Regions from separate parts of the Zea mays genome. Here region 1 is linked to region 2. Evidence: chromatin contacts called from public Hi-C data. All regions are on one chromosome and are shown on one strand. The core of a region is the stretch at or near the end of the contact, and the rest is flanking DNA. Distances in the headings are between cores, read along the strand shown. Region 1 holds the start of LOC100275070 (Adenine phosphoribosyltransferase 2). Region 2 holds the start of LOC103655564.

The links. Hi-C and Micro-C count contacts between places; a contact is called where the count stands out from the background.
Region 1: a Hi-C map of ear shows a contact between it and region 2, with 4 times the contacts expected there. The contact joins the promoter of LOC100275070 here to the promoter of LOC103655564 in region 2. A contact is called at or near these places in 7 of 25 Hi-C or Micro-C datasets (ear, endosperm, leaf and 2 more) and 1 of 3 datasets of contacts at active chromatin or transcription factors (leaf).

The regions. Positions count from the first base shown.
Region 1 is chr4:143,085,476-143,093,133 of Zm-B73-REFERENCE-NAM-5.0, forward strand. It overlaps LOC100275070 (Adenine phosphoribosyltransferase 2), which reads left to right and starts at 4,170. Exons shown (of 6, transcript NM_001317853.1): 1 at 4,170-4,373; 2 at 4,577-4,687; 3 at 5,349-5,441; 4 at 5,804-5,956; 5 at 6,207-6,265; 6 at 7,185-7,406. The coding sequence starts at 4,199. The coding sequence ends at 7,196.
Region 2 is chr4:142,691,556-142,699,244 of Zm-B73-REFERENCE-NAM-5.0, forward strand. It overlaps LOC103655564, which reads right to left and starts at 1,544. Exons shown (of 10, transcript XM_020552629.2): 1 at 45-1,544. The coding sequence starts at 1,404.

The DNA.
Region 1 (7,658 bases), core at 2,920-5,419, 400 kb after region 2:
TATTACCGATCAAAGTTGAAAGAAATGACTTAGGATATAACTTCGTGACTTTAAGATAGGGAACTGAGGGAGTATACTAAGTATGATACTATACCTTGTGGAGGATGTATTTTGTATTAGTATCATACTTTTTATCCTATGTAGCATTCTTGGATATTGGAGTATGATATTTTGGATTAGGAATAGCCTAAGAAGCTCATACAGTTTCCACACTTCACTATCTAAAATCTCTCGATTTGGTAATTGGTATTTCATCACTCATTTGCATGTTTTAATGTTGGTTTGAAGAATACCCTAGGTGACTAAGGTTTCGCTCAAAAATCCAATTATAACTAGAATGGTAGTGAGTTTTTCTACACCGAATATGTTTATAAATATGTATTTAGGCTATGTTCTCGATTTGTATGTGTAAATGTAGTTGTATATGATCTACGTTTAGTTAGCATGAATGCTAAATTTTGCAGTTAATACGGAGTTAGCAAGTTTAGTTAATTCACTTTATATGATTAACTTTAATATATAGTTTATGTTTAGTTATTTATATTAGTTTATATTAAGTTAGTTTAGGTTATAAGAGTATATTAGATTTTTAACGCAGATGTAGTTCATATATTTGATTGGTACATGGTACCCTATGTTTTAATAAATGAATGGTGTATGACCAAAGTGATGAAGACAGGGTTGTCCTAAAGCTTTATACCTAGATGTGCCTTGTAAGGATGCACTTATTCATCCTAAACTACCGGTACCTAAATATGACTATGTTGTTTTAATCAAGACATCGGAATACTACCACATATGCCTTCTACATATATGGCGATTGTTTTGTAAATAATGGTTTGTTGTGTATTTCTTCATATTTTCTATGAAATAACTGATAATGTTTTGGCATCAACTCTTTTAGGACAAGGAGAGTTATTACTTCTTTCAGTGGATCGATGGGCCGAACAAGTTGGACCCAAGATACATCATGTGTGAACAAAGACAGTGTAAGAAACATGAGTTCCTCAAGTAGTGGGTTATACCTCCCAAACCATCAACCAATGATGGGCGATGAGAAGAACAAAGCCGCATCAAAATGACTCGGCAACCATCTATGATTGCCGAGATCTAGCTAAGGTTGCACCCAAAGATAATCTTGAGTTTGAGTGTAGTAACAGGAACAAGTTAAGAGTTTTATTTTTCTCTTAAAACAATATTTGTATGTACATATACATATGTAACATTGTGTGTGGCACCGATACTGAAAATGTCATTTTAGTGAGTGGATCTATGGTCTAAGTATTATCATCATGAACCAAAAATAAAATAGAGAGAGAGAAAGAGAAGAAAACATCTCAGAGCCCCACCTATATTGTGCAATGTGGCATCAAAGCTTGGAATAGATTACTAGTGCGAATACATGGGGTTATTATGATGAGGTTGGTTACATCTTTTACTCTTTACTTTTGATTTTTTTCATAATTAACTAATTCCTTTCAATAGAGTACTAGCAAATATAAATAATAATCATGTGTGGATACAGTGGAAGTTAGGGATACAATAAGATAGAAGGTTCATTTGGCCAGAAGTTTAGATGTGAATCTGAGCTCCTCAATAACTACCTTAAGTATTGAAAGGAGCAACATTGTGATACCAAAAAAGGGATCTAAATCACCCAATACATCCAGGTACCCTCGAATGGTTCACTTGGGAGGAAAAAGGTTGCTACCAAGCGAAACCGAGAGGAGAGGATAAAGGAGGATGGAAAAGTTCCAATACAGATCATGACAGAGCTTGTTTCTGGCTTGCGTAAATTTACTAGTGAGTGCATTGACACTGTATGTTTTTATTACCTTCTTTTAGTTACCATGGCTAACTTTTTTGTATGCGTCCATGTAAGAAAACCAGGACACGGTGACCATGTCACTAAGATAGCATAGGACAAGTTTTAAAAAGAAGGCAGAGAAGTAGAAAAACAAATTTGGTCACATAATGTTATTTTAGATTGTGGAGGAAGGTAAGGGTGGGGAGATGAGGATGAGAATGCTAGACTTTATGATCTCATTGATCTACTGGAAGTAAACTACTACATGCAAAGGTAGAGAGGGGAGGAGGATGAATTCTTGTTTTAGGTCGCCGATGATTTAGAGGTTGATTATTTCAAGCAAAATATAGTTGAACCACATGCGGCTTTAATAGATGAGGATGAGGACTAGAACATAGAACACAAAATTGTTACTTGGTGGTGGCAGCAACAAGCATCATCATATAACATTAGGCTTTATTTTTCATGTTTTGTATCATTTGTTTTTGTGAGATTGTATCGCATACTTTGATGTTGCTAGAGAGTAAAGAAATATATATTTATCATGCAGGCACACTAACATGGGTTACTTTGAACTATGGGGGTGTAGTCTTTTAGACAATGGATTGTTGCAATAGATTTCCATGCTGCCTTTTTAGATGCCGTTACTATAGGGATGTACTACACTTTTCAATGTGTTGTCCGATCATCAAAGAACCCTAAAACGGGATTCTAGAAACAGAGAAAACGGGAATATCCCGGTAAAAGAACGGATTTCAGAAGTACGTATGAAAAAACACTGAACCGTTTCGTTCCCGTTCCCGTAATATATCATCCCGTTTGTCTCCGGTTTCCATTTTTTCTCATAAATATAAAAATAGTCCGGATAAAAACGGAATACGGTACTGAACAAAATGGTATTTTTTCTGCAACTCATGTAGGCAGCGGCCAGCGGCAGCAGGTAGGCTGATCTCCCACTCCACCCGGCCCTGCCGCTGCGAGTTCCGACGGGGCGCGGTGGCGGGGTACTACCCACAAGCGAAATCCGGTGCGGTCCGGTAGCTACTGGCTAGGCCAGCCCAAGTGGAGGTGCGTGGAGCAGCGGCAGCGCCTACTGCATGGCTCTTGACGACTAAGTATGTCTTCAATCATCTCCTCTAAATTTCTCTCCCTATACCTCACTTTCCCGCCACGTCAGCTATCTCTCTTCCCCTATATCTCCACCCTGTACAGCGGTTCCCCCTAAATCATTCCCCTATACCCCACTATAATCATAAAATATCATTTTTCATACATATTCACCATCTATTATCATTTTTCCCAACTAAAAAACACTGCCGCACACGTAAACCGAGGGCAGAGGGCTCACTGTCGCACCCCCACATCTGTTTGTTTCCTGTAGCCTCCACTTAAATTGTAGCGTGTAGAGGAGTTCAAAGGGGGCACCGTCGTAGGGATTTGAACCCCCTAAGGGCATGTTCGTTTACAAGGGATTGAATCCCCAAGTGGATCTAATTCATGGAGGGATTAAGTGGATCCCTCCCTTTCACTTAATCCTCTTGGGGGTTTAATCCCTCTATGTTTAATCCCTGCCTCAAAAAGTTTATTCGGTTAATGTCGCACCTATACACCGTCGTTGCCGCCTACTCTTTACGACTTATGTCGCGCGGGTGCCGTTCCACCCCTAAGAGACCGGGCGCTGTTCTAGACCAGGGGCAATAAAAAAATCATGAACTCGACCGGGCACAGTTCTAGGACGGGGGACAAAAGGGACTTAACCGAGCGCCTTTCTTTTTTGGACCAGGATTGTTTCCAGGAGGTGGTATTCCATGGGATTAGGCCGTGATCCCGGCCGAGGAGGGCCTAAGCTAATAGGCCCTAAACGGCTAAGGGGTAGGGGAGGGGGAGAGGGAGGTCGATGGGAACCGTTGAAAGCAGTCTAACGCACCCCGTTTTCTTTCCCTTTCCTCTCTGAAAACGGCTAGGCGCTGCCCGTCAAAATACTGGGTCTAGTCTAGGGCGCGAAGCTTTTCACCAAAAGAGGAAGAGGAATACCCACCATCACTCACTCACATTGTCACGTACTGTGTCTACGACTGTGCAAGTATAGTGTCACACATTGAGACACACTGAGAGAGAGAGATGGTGTGCCTATGCACGTATAGTGTCTTACTAGTAGGCTCTATATATGCGTGGTGTGGGCTGCCGTGCCGTACCATCACTGCTCTCCTGCCCTCCTCTTTATAAACAGCGCGCAACGAGGGAGCCCCGGCACTTGCTTCAATACTAGCTCGCTCACCACTCACCAGTCACCAGTCTAGCAAGCAACAACAAAGGCGTAGGAGGAAGCTTGTTTTGGACCGAGCAAGCGAGCCAGCCGAGCGTGGGAGAGAGAGAAAGAGGAATTAATTGATGGGCGAGGAGGCCAGCTGCGACGCCGTCAGCCTGACGGAGGCCGGCACCAACGCCAAGCCGGTGGGCAAGGAGGTCGGCCGCGAGCCGGCTGCAGCCCCCGCCGCCGCGGCCGACCCCCGGCTGCAGGGCATTTCCGACGCCATCCGCGTCGTGCCGCACTTCCCCAAGCAAGGTGCGTGCATGCCCTTGCCCTTGGCCTCCTCGTGTTCATTCTTTCATTCCTCTCCAATCTCCATCCACGCGCTGCTCTCCGATTGATCACGCCGCCGCTTGCCAGTAACGCTGACCGTTCTTTTTTTTTTCTGCTTCGCGCGCTCTTGTGTATGTGTGTGTGTGCATGCATCATGCGTGCGCCGTTGGGGGGCTTGCGGTCAGGCATCATGTTCAACGACATCACCACGCTGCTGCTGCGCCCCAGGGTGTTCAAGGACGCCGTCGACCTGTTCGTCGAGCGGTACCGCGGGATGGGCATCGACGCCGTCGCCGGTAAGCAGCAGAACCCGACGGACACCTCCCCTAGTATCGTCCCGCCCACCTCTCTCTGCCGAGTGCCGACTGCCGAGTGCCGAGTAGGCAGCCTTGCGGTGACTGGAGCGGCACGTCGCTGTCGTCCCGGCCGTGCGCGTGCAGCCGCGGGGGGAGCTGACTAGCTGAGCTGTGGGCAGAGTTCTGAGATTCCGTAAAATCTCTGAGATCACCCTGGTCCTTTTGCTCCCCCGGGCTTTTGTCGTCGCGCGCGCCCGCACCTGCCCCGGGTCCGTTGGCACATGACTGACCTGGGCCGACGCGACTTTCCAGGCTTTTCCGCCTCGTCCGGTACGTGGCCCCCCTTGGGACCGCGTGATCGGACGGTTGCGTGCGGCCGGCGCACGGGATCGGGCGGTCCGGGGACGCCGGCGGTACACACCCGTCGTCGGTTTCCGCGGGTGGCGCGCCCTGATGTCACGCGGCTCCGCTGTCGCTGTCGCTGTAACTGTTTCCGAGATTTTGCTCTGCGGCTCGCTGGATCCTCTGTCCGCTTCCGTTCCGCGGGCCGTGTTCCCGAATTTCCATTTTTTTTATTTTTCTTTACAAGCGGGACGTACAAATCGAGCGATTTGCGCTGGCTCTGATAAATTGTTGGGTTCACTTGGACATTCCTGTCCAGGGATTGAGGCCAGGGGCTTCGTGTTCGGCCCGGCGATCGCGCTGGCTATTGGCGCTAAGTTCATACCTCTGCGCAAGCCAAGGAAGCTCCCAGGTGAGAGATTCCATGACCATGCATGTTCTGTTTTTCTTCTTCTTCTTAACCCATCTCCACACTCTGCACTGTACCCAGCTGTTGCTTTTGTCGATCTAGTGCCCAGCCTGTGGCGACACCCTGATCAAGTATATGTTTAGCGAGGAGGGTTCTTGCTTAGCCCATAATCTCTGACACCGCCAGAGTTGTTTGTCTGGCCTGCATGCAGTTGCAGTCCCGTGAATGGGATATTAAAAGAAAAATGCAACAGACGGTTTATACGAGACCGATCATTCATTCATTCCCCACTTCTGTCCACAATGTTGTAGAATCATGTGCTGACACCGGCTCTCGGAAACAATTATTATTATTATTATTGGAAGGTGAGGTGATCTCCGAGAAGTACGTTCTCGAGTACGGGACTGATTGCCTGGAGATGCGTGTCGGGGCCATCGAGCGATCCGGCGAGCGGGTGCTGGTCATCGACGACCTGGTTGCGACCGGAGGGACACTCTGTGCTGCGATCAGGCTTCTAGGTACGTGAGCGGCTCGGTTTCAACTCTACTACTACTATGCATTCAAATTCAAACGAAGTAGTATCCAGTACTGCTGCTTGCGTTGGAACTGCATGTGCCAGCACATAGTAGCATTTTTTTCCCCCCTTCTCAGTTAAACGTAGTAGTTAGTTGGCCTGAGAAATGTGGACAATGATACTACTGTAAAGTAATAGTGAGTATTAGCCCTTTTTTATGTTTGAGCTAATTACTACTACAAATTGCTTTCCAGAACGTGCTGGAGCCGATGTGGTCGAGTGCGCGTGTGTCATTGGGCTCCCGAAATTCAAGGTACCGCGTTGCTGGATTCACAACTAATCTGAACTACTGATATGCAAAACCAGCTGTTTATTATTAAAATCTAGCTGACATACTGCCATATACTACTGTACTAGCCTGTATTACGTATTATGATAACGTTAGGTTCCATATGCTGTACTAGCCTGTACTAGACATGCTCGGATGAGATTGTAAAATCTGGGTTTCAGATATAAAAAACAATCTATATATGTTGTTTCGTGGATTCTGTGTCTGTGTCTTAGAATCCTCTAGAATCATGGGGTCTTAAAATCTATGTGGATCCGAAGGCTATTATATTACTATATATATCATGTAGCCCATGATTTGATTATGAACAACGGCGAGGAACAGCTTGCTTTGTTATATAGAGTACTAACAACATGAACATGTCTGCTCTCTTGCCGATACATAAGATCACTCATCAATATATCTGTACCAGCTGGGCATCCGTAGACATGATGACTATACATGAGATTCCGGTCGGCGTCGTTTGTTATTGCCTAAATAATTAAAACTATAGAAGGTACACCACTACGTACATGTGCCAGTCTGCTTATTTTGGTCATCATATATACTATTACTTTGTTTTAATTTAGCACGGGTCTGCTGTGTTGTACCATGGTCTCAGGAGTGACAAGATACTGTGTAGTATAGGTCCCAGGATAAACAAAGCTGAGACAGACGTAGTCCTCCTAGTTTTGCTTCTTGTGTCCGTTTCAGTAACCGGCCGGTCGCAGCAGCAAAGAAGCATTCGTTTTCACTTTTATCCAAATTTCAAACTGGTTGATTTGGGAAAAAATGATTTAAATTACGTAACTTCCCTGCAGGATTTGTACAAGTTGAATGGAAAACCTGTATACGTGCTGGTTGAGTCTCGTGAATAATCGGAGAAATGACAACTTATTCTCAGGTGTCAGAGTGATCAGGGATATTGGCTGTTTACTCCTTGCTACTGCGATTGAACAGTGGAGGGACGACATGGACAAGGACAAGTATATTCGGTGCATCACTAAGTCTTGGTGAGGGGAGAGATTGTAGTGTTTTAGGCTGAGTAGTGAAGAGCCTGTAGTTCTGCACGGAACATGATGGTTATTAGTTGATGCAACAGCGTTGCTGTTCTATTATTGTTTGTTGAATTTTGTGGCTTTGGTTTGAAGCCTAGCCTGGGCTCAAACAGGGATATGCATGGCGCTTGAGTGAACAACTTCGACAGCAACACACACATGCTTAATGTCAGGGAAGTAGCTAGGAACCTGCTACTTGTTACCCGTACGTAGTGTCATGGAACTCATAAGGTTTAGTGGCAAAATTCATAAAAATGACACGGGAAACGAACACAGCACGCGTAGCAGGGGAAAAAAATGCGTAGATAGATATACTTCGT
Region 2 (7,689 bases), core at 294-2,793:
AATTTCAAAGCTAACATATGAGGAGCAAAAGCCCTAGTGCTTACCCCGTGGATAAACAATAAGACGGCAATCTCGATTCCCAACTTGAAACCGTCTGCTTTTGATACACAGACCCGCGATCTTGCGCTTTTTGAGAAGCTCCTTAAGTCTTGTGAAGCTTTCAATCCTCCACACAAACTTCCCAAAGTGTCCATCTGACTTCCTAGCCCCAGCACGCCCACCACCAGCACCACATATTCCAGGAACCATTGGCAAGCTCCGACTGAATGAGTTTGACTCCTTTATGACATGCACTGAGGCACTAAACACCACAGCTCCATCTACAAGGTATCCGCCGTCAGCAGCCAAAAACTCATCCATCTTGATGTATTCTCCCCAACCAAGACTGGCACTGTCCGCACCAAACCGACCATATGAGTCCTTGTGGATATGGCTCCCACCAGACCTCTGATTAAGGATCGAAATGCGGAAAAGACACCAGCACCCACGATCACCATCTGGCACACCACTCCCTGTACCACCTGATGCCAATGCCGATGACCCGGATGCTACCTGCACAACAGGCTCCTTGCTTTCCAGACAAACAGATAAATGCTCTGCGCCAGATACATTGCTCTGATAGACGCTAATCCGGAGCCCACAGTCAGTCCCGCCAGCAGAGGCAGATGCAGGAAAAAATGCAGGGCTCATGATCTTCTGTGTGCGGATCATTTCTCGGAAGAGGCCAAAATTGAGCACCTTCCAGTTAAAACGACCGTCGGCATCGGAGAAAGAGGCCGCCTCAGACAGCACAGATATGTCAGCAGAAATGACGAGGGCATCGTGGGGCTGGAAGAGGAAGGGGGCGGAGGAGGAGGGCGCGAAATCGCACCATCCGTGGGAGCGCTTCTTGGACGAGAATCGGTGCCAGGAATCGCGGCCCAGCGACTTGGCTGGATCGGTGGGGTGGACTACGGAGAGGCGGTAGCTGAGGAAGCAGTCCCATTTGGAGGAGGTGGTGGTCGTGGTGGATGACGACGACGACACCGGGGCTTTGGGGTCGAGGACCTGTAGGTAGAGGGAGAGGTACCCCGGCAGCGCCTGCGAGTCGCCCCGCGGGTAGAGGAGGAGGCGGCAGTCGAAGCCGCCGACCTCGAAGTATCGGCTGTAGAAGGTGCGGGCGCGGGTGCGGGGGAAGTCCGGGAGCGTCCACCGGCAGGAGGCGGAAGCGTCCCCACGGCGGTCGACCGTGAACGTCGCCGACGTTGAGTCGGACGGCGAAGGGGATGGGTCATCGGTGGTGACGGTAACCGCCGCCACGGCGGCGGCGGCGGCGGAAGTGGTGGGCTTCATGGATTGGGGATTTTTGGTTTGTTTTTCGGGGTGTGTTTTCTCCCTATTCTTTTTCCTTGGTCTTTGGCTCATGGAGATGCAGGACAGGAGCGATGGCTTGGTTGGGGTCTTGGGGAGGCGAGGAAGGTGTTGCTAGCGTGCTGTTTTTTTATTTGTTCATTATTTCTGTTTTCCTATCCTTCCGTATCTTTATTTTTGCTAATCAAAATAATGTCACATACGAATGTATCATACACCTTTCACATTTTCTCTCCTACTAGAGTTAAAATGTGTTATATGAGTAAAAGGATTTTTGGTGTGAGGAAGGGCAGGGTATCAGGTTTTATGACCTAACTAGTCGGTTGCTCGTGCGTTGCGACGGTTTACATGTAAATTATCTATAAAAAAATTCAAGATTTTTTATTAAAGGTCTCCGCCCTCCATATAATTTTTTTTATTTAGCTAACTGATGTTATTGTTTACTCCATCCAATATGTATTGGTACAACACGGCCAATGAAGTGAGCGATGAGAAGAGAGTTCACAACGAATGATTGAACGAACATATATTATAAAATTACATAATTGTCGGCGTTTCGAGACCGGGGGTCCCTAAGCCGACGAGTGAGTGTGCTGCGTGCCCCAGCCCAGATGGGTCGAGCGCGTGGGCGAGCGCGAAGGGGGAAGAGGCGAGGTGGCCGGAGACGGGCGTGAGAGAGGTGGAAGTCCCGCGGCCTTCGTGTTCGTCCCGCGCCCAGGTCGGGTGCGCTTGCAGTAGGGGGGTTACAAGCGTCCACGCGGGTGAGGGAAGCGAGCGGCCCCAAGAGAGCGCCTGTCCCGTCCTCGGTCCCGCGCGGCCAACCTTCTCTAAGAAGGCCCTGGTCCTTCCTTTTATAGTCGTAAGCAGAGGATCCAGGTGTACAATGGGGGTGTAGCAGAGTGCTACGTGTCTAGCGGAGGGAGAGCTAGCGCCCTAAGTACATGCCAATGTGGCAGCCGGAGAGATCTTGGCACCCTGCTGGTGTGATGTCGTGGCTGTCGGAGGAGCAACGGAGCTTGGCGGAAGGACAGCTGTCGGAGCGGTCGAGTCCTTGCTGACGTCCACCTGCTTCCGTAAGAGAGCTGAGAGCCGCCACCGTCATAGAGCTTGGGAGGCGCCATCATTGCCTATCTGGCGGAGCTGGTCAGATGGGACACCGGTCTTGTTCTCTGCGGCCCGAGTCGGCTCGGGGTAGAGTGGTGATGGCGCTCCCTGTTGACGTGGCGGGCCCGCGCCCGAGGCCGGGCGACGTGGGGGCTCCTCCGAAGCTGGGGTCGAATTTGTCTTCCGTTGCCGAGGCCGAGTCCGAGCCCCTGGGTCGGGCGAGGCGGAAGTCGTTCGTCAGAGGCCAGGGCGGAGTCCGAGCCTTGGGGTCGGGCGAGGCGGAGTTCGTCGTCTTCCGGGGCCGAGCCCGAGTCCGAGCCCTGGGGTTGGGCGGAGCGGAGTTCGCCGTCTTCCGGGTCTTAGCCCGAGTCCGAGCCCTGGGGTCGGGCAGAGCGGAGTTCGCCGTCTTCCGGGTCTTAGCCCGAGTCCGAGCCCTGGGGTCGGGCGGAGCGGAGTTCGCCGTCTTCCGGGTCTTAGCCCGAGTCCGAGCCCTGGGGTCGGGCGGAGCGGAGTTCGCCGTCTTCCGGGTCTTAGCCCGAGTCCGAGCCCTGGGGTCGGGCGGAGCGGAGTTCGCCGTCTTCCGGGTCTTAGCCCGAGTCCGAGCCCTGGGGTCGGGCGGGGCGGAGTTCCCTATGGCGCCCCTGGCGAGGCCTGACTGCCTGTCAGACTCACTCTATCGAGTGGCACTGCAGTCGGAGTGGCGCAGGCGGCGCTGTCCTTCTGTCAGACCGGTCAGTGGAGCAGCGGAGTGACGGCGGTCACTTCGGCTCTGCCGGGGGGCGCGCGTCAGGATAGAGGTGTCAGGCCACCTTTGCGTTAAATGCCCCTGCAACTCGGTCAGTCGGTGCGGCGATTTAGTCAGGGTTGCTTCTTAGCGAAGCCAAGGCCTCGGGCGAGCCGGAGATGTGTCCGCCGTTAAAAGGGGGGCCTCGGGCGAGACGGAAGTCCCTCGAGGTCGGCTGCCCGAGTCCGAGGCTAGGCTCGGGTGAAGCGTGATCGAGTCACTCGTATGGACTGATCCCTGACTTAATCGCACCCATCAAGCCTCTGCAGCTTTATGCTGATGGGGGTTACGAGCTGAGAATTAGGCGTCTTGAGGGTACCCCTAATTATGGTCCCCGACAGTAGCCCCCGAGCCTCGAAGGGAGTGTTAGCACTCGCTTGGAGGCTTCCGTCGCACTTTTTTGCAAGGGGACCAGCCTTCCTCGGTTGCATTTTATTCCGGTGGGTGCGCGCGAGCGCACCCGCCGGGTGTAGCCCCCGAGGCCTCGGAGGAGTGGTTTCACTCCTTCGAGGTCTTAATGCCTTGTGTAACGCTTCGGCTGGTCTGGTCGTTCCCTCATGCGAACTGGCCGTAGCCCGGGTGCACGGTCGGGGCCCAAGTTCTCGGGCTGGTATGTTGACGCTGTCAACGGTTCGGCCGGAGCCGGGTCTGCGAGAGCAGCCCCCGAGCCTCCGCACAGGGCGAGAGGACGATCAGGGACAGACTCGACTTTTTGCATACGCCCCTACGTCGCCTTTCCACAAGGAGGAGGGGGGGAGTGCGCCATGTTACCCTCGATGGGCACCGAACATGGTGTCTCCGGTGAGCTGCAAGCGGGTAATCCGAGTGGACGTCCGTGCCCCGTTCGTTGGGGGTCGGCTAGGGGCCCAGAGGCACGCCCAAAAGTACCCGCGGGTGATCTGCCGGACCCGGTCCCCTGGCGACGGGGTCCGAGGGCTCGATGCCTCCCTCCGATGGGATTCCGTTACAAGATCGCTCCCGCTGGTCTCGGAAATGTCCTAGGGTACCTCGGGAGCGCAGTCCGAGCCTCGGTTATGTATCGAACGTACCCCTGGTCATCCCTCGCTCGGCGTCTGAGGCGACTGTGAACCCTTCGGGGGCCAGCCTTCGAACCTCTGATCAGTAATGGGCGCGGAGCCCGAGTAGCCTGAGGCGGCCATGGAGCCCTTCGGGGGGCCGGCCTTCGAACCCCTGACCAGTAGTGGGTGTCGGGCCCACGCGATCTGAGGCGACTGTTGAACCCTTCGGAGGGCCAGCCTTCGAACCTCTGATCAGTAGGGGGGCTCGGAGCCCGGTTCCTTTACAGGGAAGGATCCTTTTCGGGGTATCCCCCTTTCCCGGTCCCTGTTGTAAGAGATAGAGAAAGAGGAAAAAAAGGAAAAGGATACGAAATCGAACGACGTGGCGTACCTTTTTTGGCGCGGTTATTACGGCGAAGGCGAAGCGTCGTCCGCTTCTCCTGCCAGAAGCGCCGCCTGTCCTGCCGCGGAGTTAATGCGACGGGGCGAGTGGTTGGCGGGGCGGCCGTTGCGTGTGCGCGAGCCGTTCGAGGAACGGATCACGGGCGCACCGTCTTCACGCCGTGGGAGGAGGCTCTCTTGCTGTCCCTGGATGGGACGTGAGCCTGGCTGACGACGTGACTGCTGCTCTCGTCCGCCTGCCACCGTCATTACTGCCGGCCCACTTTCGGCCGCATTGACCATCGCGCCAGGCTGGCGCCGCTAGGCCGTGCGCTGGGTCGCCTCGAGTCGTGGCATAGGCTCCGCAACCGAAGAGGTGCGACGGTGGCACAAGTGGTGGCGCGGTTGCTTGCATGCAGCAACTGGCGCGCTGGTTGCGTGACGCGTGGGCCTGGGCCTCCAAGCTGGCGAAACACAAGTGGTGGCGCGGTTGCTTGCATGCAGCAACTGGCGCGCTGGTTGCGTGACGCGTGGGCCTGGGCCTCCAAGCTGGCGTGTCAGAAGTCGGAGAAGCGCGTCCACCTGGCGCGGTTGCATGCCGCCTGCATGGCTGCCCGCCCCTCCCGCCCGTTGGTCTGGGCAAAAGTGGGGGGTCGCTTATAACCGCTGGGCGGTTGTGCGCACCACGCGCGGCGGTTTGGCTTCTTCTGCTCGGAGCCGGTCTGCATGACATGCGGGACCCAGCCCCCGAGTCGCAGGGGTGGGCCTTGGAGCGTGTTGGAGAAGACTCAGCCCGCGGCGTTTGGGGGCGCACGTAGGGAGAGTTGCCTTTAAAAGGAGGGCGACCCCTTTCGGAAGGCAACCATGTCTTCTTCCTCCCTCATGCGTCGTGTCTTTCCATCTTCCAAGCCCCCGGATGGGGGGTACCCACCGTCTTTCCGCCTCCTCGTTGGAGGAACGCAACTCCGTGGGAGTTGGTACCTTTCAGCCATCGTTCGGCTTCAAGGATTTTCATCACGCAGCCCGGCCGCACCCCTCGACCGGCGGTCACCCAAGATGGTGACCTCCAGTTCGACGGTGGGGAGAGCGAGCCAGGCTGCGGCCTCTACCCCTCCCTCGGCCTCAAGGATTTTCGTCATCTAGGCCAAGATGAAGGATGAGGCGAGTCGGGGGGCTGCCCCCGCATGGGTCGGCTGCCTTTTTCTTCCCCCGCGCCTGGGGGAGAATGGCATCCTTCCGTCCCACGGGGACTTCCTCCAGCCATGCCGGGATAGGTAGGGCGCCAGTAGCCCTGGGTCTCCGTCTCCCGGCCTGAATGGCTGGTTCTCGTCCTCTGCGGGTGAGAGCCCTCCTGTCGTAACACATGCCCCGAAGCTGCTGCCTAAGCCGCTTCGCCGCCCGGGGCGGGGGTGGTGGTTGTCGTAGTCAGAACGGGCGGCGGCGAGCCGCTCGTCAGTCTTCTGTTGCTCCGCAGGCCTTCCCCCATGGAGTGGGGTTGTTCGTACCTGCGGAGGGGGAACCAGAGTTCCGTTTGTAATGGCATTTCGATTGCCAGGGTTTTTGTTCATTGTGGCTGTCGAGGCTTGAACATGTATGTAATTTCGGCACGGAGCCGTGTTTTTTCCTCATTTTCGAGCACTAAGTCTCGTCTGTTGATTATCTGTACCGCTTCACCAAGCATGAGTCGCCCCGTGTCAAGGTGACGAGTGAGGTATCCGTATCCCGGAGGCGTAGGAATCCCTCGACTCGATCGGCCTTATTGTCTGAGGCTCCTCTGGCTTAGTTAAAGAGACCCCTCGGCCGCTCTTCGACGAGCCGAGGCCAGGGGTAGCGATATCAGTACGAACAGAGGCGGAGTTGGCTCGAAAATGGGAACCTGGTTGGCCGGAGCCTAGCCGGGTTGTCCGTCAGCGGATCCGACGCCGGAGTCGATCAGCCGAGGCCTCGGGTCGGGCTAGCGCCCTTGGAAGATGGTTGGCCGAGGCCCCGGGGGTAGCCGGCCGAGCCGCCTGCTCGGGCCGGATTCCCGGAGAAGTCCCTGGACCGCGCCGCCGTCCGAGGCTGGGTCGGACCTTGCTGAAGACGTCGTCGATGCCGAGGGTGCTACGGCCCCCTTCAGCATGAAGACCCGAGCCTGCAGGATCAGATCGTCTTGTAGTGTGTGCCTTCTGCGGCCGTTGAGGCTAGAAAACACACCCTCGCTGCGCTTGTAAAGCTGCGTCTCCTTTCCCCTTATTCCGAGCATCTGGACTTTCCGTCGGTAACAGGGATGTTTGTGCGGGCGAGAGTTGCTTCTCGCGGAAGGTGATGAGTGAGGTATCCGTATCCCGGAGGCGTAGGAGTCCCTCGGCTCGGTCGGCCTTGCCGCTTACGCGTACCTTCACCCGTCCATGAGGCCCTGTCTCCGACTTAGTCGAGAAAGCTTGAAGGACCACTTTGGCAGAAGAGCTTCCGAACGTGAAGACTTGTCCGGTCCATGGAGTTGCTTTATCCGAACGCGAGTTACTTATCGCAGAAGGTGATGAGTGAGGTATCCGTATCCCGGAGGCGTAGGAGTCCCTCGGCTCGGTCAGCCTTGGCTGCTTACGTGTACTCCGTCGTTTCCAGGATCCGCTTTTCGAAGTAGTCAAAAAGCACGAAAGAAATTCTGCTAAAAAGAGATCTTTTTTCGAGGGAAAAATTCGACGCAGAGGGGGTCTCCCCCCTTTTAGCCCCCGAGGGAGGGTCGGGCTCTGCTGAGGCGAGGCCGACCCTTCCTTGATGACTAAACTTTGCGTGGGTGCGAGGTATACGAACAACTTGAAAACATCTTAAGGGTAGAAGCGACGTAGCTGTTTGATGTTCCAGGCGTTGCCGTAGATCTCGCCTTGATTGTTGGCCAGCTTGTATGTTCCGGGCTTCAGGACTTTGGCGATGACGAATGGCCCCTCCCAGGGGGGCGTGAGCTTGTGCCTCCCTCGGGCGTCCTGCCGCAGCCAAAGTACCAGATCGCCCACCTGGAGGTCTCGGGACCGGACCCCTCGGGCGTGGTAGCGTCGCAGGGACTGCTGG